2 separate regions of the Ovis aries genome follow, and region 1 is linked to region 2. Evidence: chromatin contacts called from public Hi-C data. All regions are on one chromosome and are shown on one strand. Each heading gives the region's core, a stretch centred on a gene start, on an enhancer-like site or on the middle of the called end of the contact. The rest is flanking DNA. Distances are from core to core; before and after follow the strand shown.

Region 1 (2,700 bases), core at 129-2,628, 200 kb after region 2:
CTTAATTGACCATAGGGCCCCATTACTGCAACCCGGAAACTCCAACCATGCTCCGACTGCAAACTCTCTTCCTTACAGAAAGAAAAATGACCAGTCCAAGTTGGAGAGACCTGGGTTCGATCCCTGGGTCGGGAAGATCCCCTGGAGAAGGAAATGGCAACCCACTCCAGTACTCTTGCCTGGAGAATCCCATGGAGGGAGGAGCCGGGTGGGCTACAGTCCATGGGGTCGCAGAGTTGGACACGACTGAGCGACTTCACTTCAAGTTCGATGCATGAAACAGGGCACTCAAAGCCAGTGCGCTGGGACAATCCAGAGGGATGGGATGGGGAGGGAGGCGGGAGGGGGCGATCGGGATGGGGGACACGCGTATACCTACGGCTGACTCATGTCAATGTAGGGCAAAACCACCACAATATTTTAAAGTAATTAGCCTCCAAATAAAATAATTAATTTTAAAAATAATGTTCTATTTATGGGGGAAATGCGTTGAAAATAGGTTTTTATGAATGCAGAGAAACTAGCCAAAGCTAGTGTTGGGTTCTCAGTTTCAATGTCACACTTTACTCAAACACCAGTTCTACTTTTAGGTCTGCTGCTGCTGCTGCTGCTGAGTCTCTTCAGTCGTGTCCGACTCTGTGCGACCCCAGAGATGGCAGCCCACCAGGCTCCTCCGTCCCTGGGATTCTCCAGGCAAGAACACTGGAGTGGGTTGCCATTTCCTTCTCCAATGCATGAAAGTGAAATATGAAAGTGAAGTCGTTCAGTCGTGTCTGACTCCTAGCGACCCCACGGACTGCAGCCTCAGCTAATTACTCTGCCCTACCCAGAAGGAAGTATTTAATCACCAGAACCTCAAGCGTCCGCACAAACCAAGGGGGTCAATGTTGTACTCAGGAAGATGGGGTGGACTGGGGATCGCTGTCAGCAGGAGCAGTCACGGCCCAAGTATTAGGCGTGTAGGGTCCGCTGCCTGAGCCGCAAAGCTGCGTATACAGCATATAGAGAGTGCAAGGACCTGCACTTGATACACACTTTGGCCTGGTAGGAAGAAAGAGTAAACATGCTAATTATGCTAGTGATGAATGTGAAACGGAACAAATGCCACCCTACTTAACCAAATGGAAAGTTAAAACTAGGGGCAATAACTCTATTCTACACTAAGGGCCACGAGGTAACTCAACAATCTCCTTTCCAGGTGCTATCCGAGCCCTCTAGCCCCCACCCCCACCAGCTCTGAGGACCACTCGCTTCTGAGGACTACAACTCCCAGCCTGAGGGAGATCCCCGCGCATGCGGCCTGACGACCTACGCCTACATTTCCCAGCAGGCTGAGCTGCTACGCTGACGCACGCGTGCGCTCTCGGTCTCTCTCGCCGACTCGGGTTTGACCTACAGCCGCCAGGAGAAGATGGCCGCGCTAGCAGTGTCCGGGCTGTCTCAGCAGGTGAGAGGACGGAGGTCCTGAAAGCCAGCGGGAAGAGCCCTCCTGGAGTGACCAGCACTGGACCCCCTAGTCCCACAGTTCCAGGCCACACCTGGGGAGCGTAGCGGCCATTCAAGGTCGTGCGGCCGGGAGAGTGGGGGCGACGCTGGGCGGCCCTGTTTTCCCCCGACCCCTCCTTTCCACGGGATGCGCGCGGGACACAGTGGACGCTGGACGCTCGTTTCTAACCTTGCCGTCCTCCGAGCACTGCCCCGGAAAGGAGCTGGTTGAGAGACCCAGGAGAAGGGGGATCTATCTTTGTCGTTGTGATTAAACAACTACTAGTATTACTGGGTCAACAGTAATAGTAAAGAATATTTGTAAAACATGTTTTACATTTTTAATGAAGAAAATGAGGTTGGAAAGTTTAAATGACTCGTTTTTGACTGAGTAAGGGGTAGAACTGAGATTCGAACCCACAGAGTCACAGACAAACTTGTGCTCTTCATGTTTCACGATGCTTTATGTATATATATCATGACACCTTGCACCTTCCGTAAGTTTTCCCTAGGTGTTATATAAAGTCCTTTAACCCGCTCAGCTGTATAGTACACTCTGGAATTATTTGAAGGTGACCTATACCCTTGCGGGTGCTTTTTTAAACTCTAGATTCCAACTGTTGATAGACAAGATACCATTTTAACAATGTCAAGGTTAGTATCTTAGTAGGCAAGATACTGGGGCCTGTTCTCACATAAAACTGCTGGAGTAGCCAGAGAATTCATCTTCAGGTACCTTTTGGAGTCTTAAGGTATCTCTCTCGCAGATAATGCCTGGAATCGTCCCACTTGTTACTGGAATCATGCTCCGCGGTAGTAACATAAATGCTGAAAAATCTTGTCAGTTTTTGTTTTGTTTTGTTTTTAAGACTTACTTCCTGAAACTTGGGCTTCCCTGGTGGCTCAGTGGTAAAGAACCTGCCTGCCAATGCAGGAGACATGGGTTCCATCCCTGGGTGGGGAAGATCCCCTGGAAAAGGGAATGCCTACCCACTCCAATATTCTCACAGGGGGGAAATCCCAGGGACAGAGGAGCCTGGTGGGCTACAGTCCATGGGGTCACAGAAGAGTCACACACAACTGAGCGACTAAACATTTTCTCAAATTTAGTGTTTCCTCTCCCATACTCGTGTGCCAGCCTCATAGTGGGAAGGCAGTTTTCCCACTCGGCCTGGAATGACTCTTCAGTGGGGAAATTTACTCCTGGGTGATGAA
Region 2 (2,700 bases), core at 165-2,664:
GCATCCCTCCAAATCTGAAATCCCCTACCTCAAGAGCAATCAAAAGCAGGGCGGGGGGAAGAGGGGGGGAAGACAAGTTTCTTCCGGAAGGCGCAAAAATAAAAAATAATAAGGCCACAACTTGGATGAATGAAAACTGGGCTAAGGGCACCCGGAGTAGGACTGCCGCTGAAGTCAGAAAAAGAGAAAGTCAAAGAATTTTTTTTTTTTAACGTGAGAGCCGGTTCTACGCGACAGTAGTCCAGACACAACCGCGCGCGCGCGCGCGCGCGCGCACACACACACACACACACACACACACACACACACACACACGCTTTGGAGAAGGCTTTATTGAGCACGGACGGTTCTGGGGCGGCCGGCGGGCACTACAGTGGAAGGCGGGCGGGCCGGCGGGCGGCGGAGGCAGTCTGAGGCGAGTGGGAGGCGGCGGAGCGGGGCCGGCGACGAGGCAGCTTCGCGACGGCGGGCGCGCGGGGGGCCCCGGGCTCCGGGCCCGCGCTGGCGCGTGTCCTCCCCGCGGACCTTCTCACTGGGATCCCGAGGGCCGGCCCGTCCCCCCACCTCCCGTCGCCCGCCCGCCCGCCCGCCCGGCGAGGCCGCGTGCGAGGCACACACCCTCCCGCGCCGGCACACCCCCGCCTCCCGCGCGCACGCGGCCTCGCCGGGCCGGCGGGGGCCTCCCCCCTCCACAAGCGCCCCCTCAAGCAAGTACGCCCGCCGCCCCGGTCCCCCCGCCTCCCCCCTCAACCTCCGGCCGCGCGGGGACTGAGGGAAGGGGCGGCGGCGGCGGCCTAGCGGGGAAGGCGGGCTCTGAGGAGAGATGAGGTGGTGGGGGAGGCGGTGGGAAGGTCACTTACCCGCTGCATGGCTTTCAGGATCAAAGCCAGCTCGTAGCGGGGCATGCCCGAAAGGACGGCGCGTGGCTTCCGCACCGAGCCGGCTCCCGGGACACCGGAGGGCGGGGGTGGGCTGACCCGCGCGGAGAAGCTGACGGGCTTGACTGACTGGGCCGGAAGGCTCCCGGGCGGCGACAGCACGCTCCGGCCGCGCGAGCCCGGGCTTAAAGGCGCTGGCAGCTGCGCAGACGGGCTGCCACGCCCCCTCGGCGGGCCACACCCCCCACAGGGCGCCAGGCCACGCCCCCTCCTTAAGGCGGCCGCGCCGCGCCCCCATCGAAAAGCCCGGCTCTCAGCGGCGCGCGGCCCCCACCGGGGACCCTCCCCCGCCCCTTTCCCGCCCCACCCCAGCCCCCAGTCCCTGGGCAGGGCCCGCGCGACTGAGCGGAGATGCGCCGCGGGGTCTCTCCGGCCGGAAAACGCCAGCAGCCACCGATCGCCACCCCCCCGACCCTGCTGCTGCCGCGCTGGCTACGTATGCTTCTCGAACCAGCTGGAACTTTCCAGGCCTCCCATCTCGTCCTGGGCGGCGGGCGAGCCTGCCCCCCCGTGTGCGCGTGCGCTGCGGTGCGGTGCGGTGCGGTGCGGTCCGTGCGCGCGCGCGCGCGCGCGTGCGTCCCTATTCCGGGGCGCGAGGGGCCTGGTCCACGGCCACGCTTCTCCGCGCGGGAATGTCTGCGGGACACGGGGTTCTCTTTCCCCGCACCCCCGCCCCACCCCCGGCCGCTCACCCAGATTCTGGAACGTTCTGCGGCTTGGATCTGCGCCCCCCCCCCCACCACACACCACCACCCCCTACTCCGCAGGGGGAGCTACCTGGGTGGGCTGCCCTAAGCGCCCTTGCCTTCAAGCTCTCCTTTTCCAGCGTGGCTGCCCAGGGGCGGCTTCCCGGGACCCCTTCACCGGGGAAAGTGGGCGCTCGGAGCCGGCAGTGGCTGGAGGGCTCCCCTATTCGCCCCATCCCTCGCGGGCTGCCTGACCTTGGGGCCGGCTCCTGGATAAAAGGGGGCTGTGAAGGGCACCTACTTTCTAGGGGCCGTGATAACCTCCGAGTGACTTGATGCTCATAAACCGCTGAGAACGATGCCTGGCACACACTGGCATTTGTTGTTGTGTGCGCATAGCCTGACCCACGTGTTGTTGCTAAGGACAGGCTAATACTCCGGCTCAAACCGATATTCTTTTCAATGTTTACTGGGCGTTCACTTACAGAACTCAAGCTGAAAGCTTGGACGGCCAGTTAGTAACCGTCTGGGATCGTACGTGCCCTGGACGCAGTGCCACCCCACCCCCCAAACATGCACACAGCTCACTGCCCAACAGCCTTGGCTGTGCTCGCCCTGGCACGTGGTGGTGGTGGTGGTGGTTTAGTCGCTAAGTCGTGTCCAACTCTTGTGACCGCATGGGCTGTAGCCCGCCAGGCTCCTCTGTCCGTGGGATTTTCCAGGCAAGAATACTGGAGTGGGTTGCCATTTCCAGACCCAGGAATAGAACCAGGAAGGGAACGGGGGTCTCCTGCATCACAGGTGGATTCCTGCATTGCGGGCGAATTCTTTACCAACTGAGGCAGGAGTTGGACTCAGTGCATCTTTCTCAAGCTGTGCTCCTGATACCCCTGCAACTGTCGCCCCTGCCCATGCTTGCCCCATTAAAAGGGTCTGTAGGCAAGATGTTTGTCAACATTTCAGTGCTTTAATAATAGGGAAAGCTTACTGAGCACTTACTATGCGCCAGGCACCACAATGCGGCTTTTATATGTGTGTTATTGGTGCAGGCTACTATCCATGGGGTCGCAGAGTCA

What was found. A called contact is a pair of places that touch in the nucleus more often than the background predicts.
Region 1: a Hi-C map of blood shows a contact between it and region 2, with 2.2 times the contacts expected there. The contact joins the promoter of ATP5PO here to the promoter of MRPS6 in region 2. A contact is called at or near these places in 2 of 16 Hi-C or Micro-C datasets (both in blood).

What each region holds. Positions count from the first base shown.
Region 1 is chr1:122,292,546-122,295,245 of ARS-UI_Ramb_v3.0, forward strand. ATP5PO (ATP synthase peripheral stalk subunit OSCP) reads left to right here and starts at 1,379. Exons shown (of 7, transcript NM_001165889.2): 1 at 1,379-1,447. The coding sequence starts at 1,412.
Region 2 is chr1:122,094,476-122,097,175 of ARS-UI_Ramb_v3.0, forward strand. It overlaps MRPS6 (mitochondrial ribosomal protein S6), which reads right to left and starts at 1,415. Exons shown (of 4, transcript XM_027978027.2): 1 at 1,375-1,415; 2 at 861-1,104. The coding sequence starts at 1,415.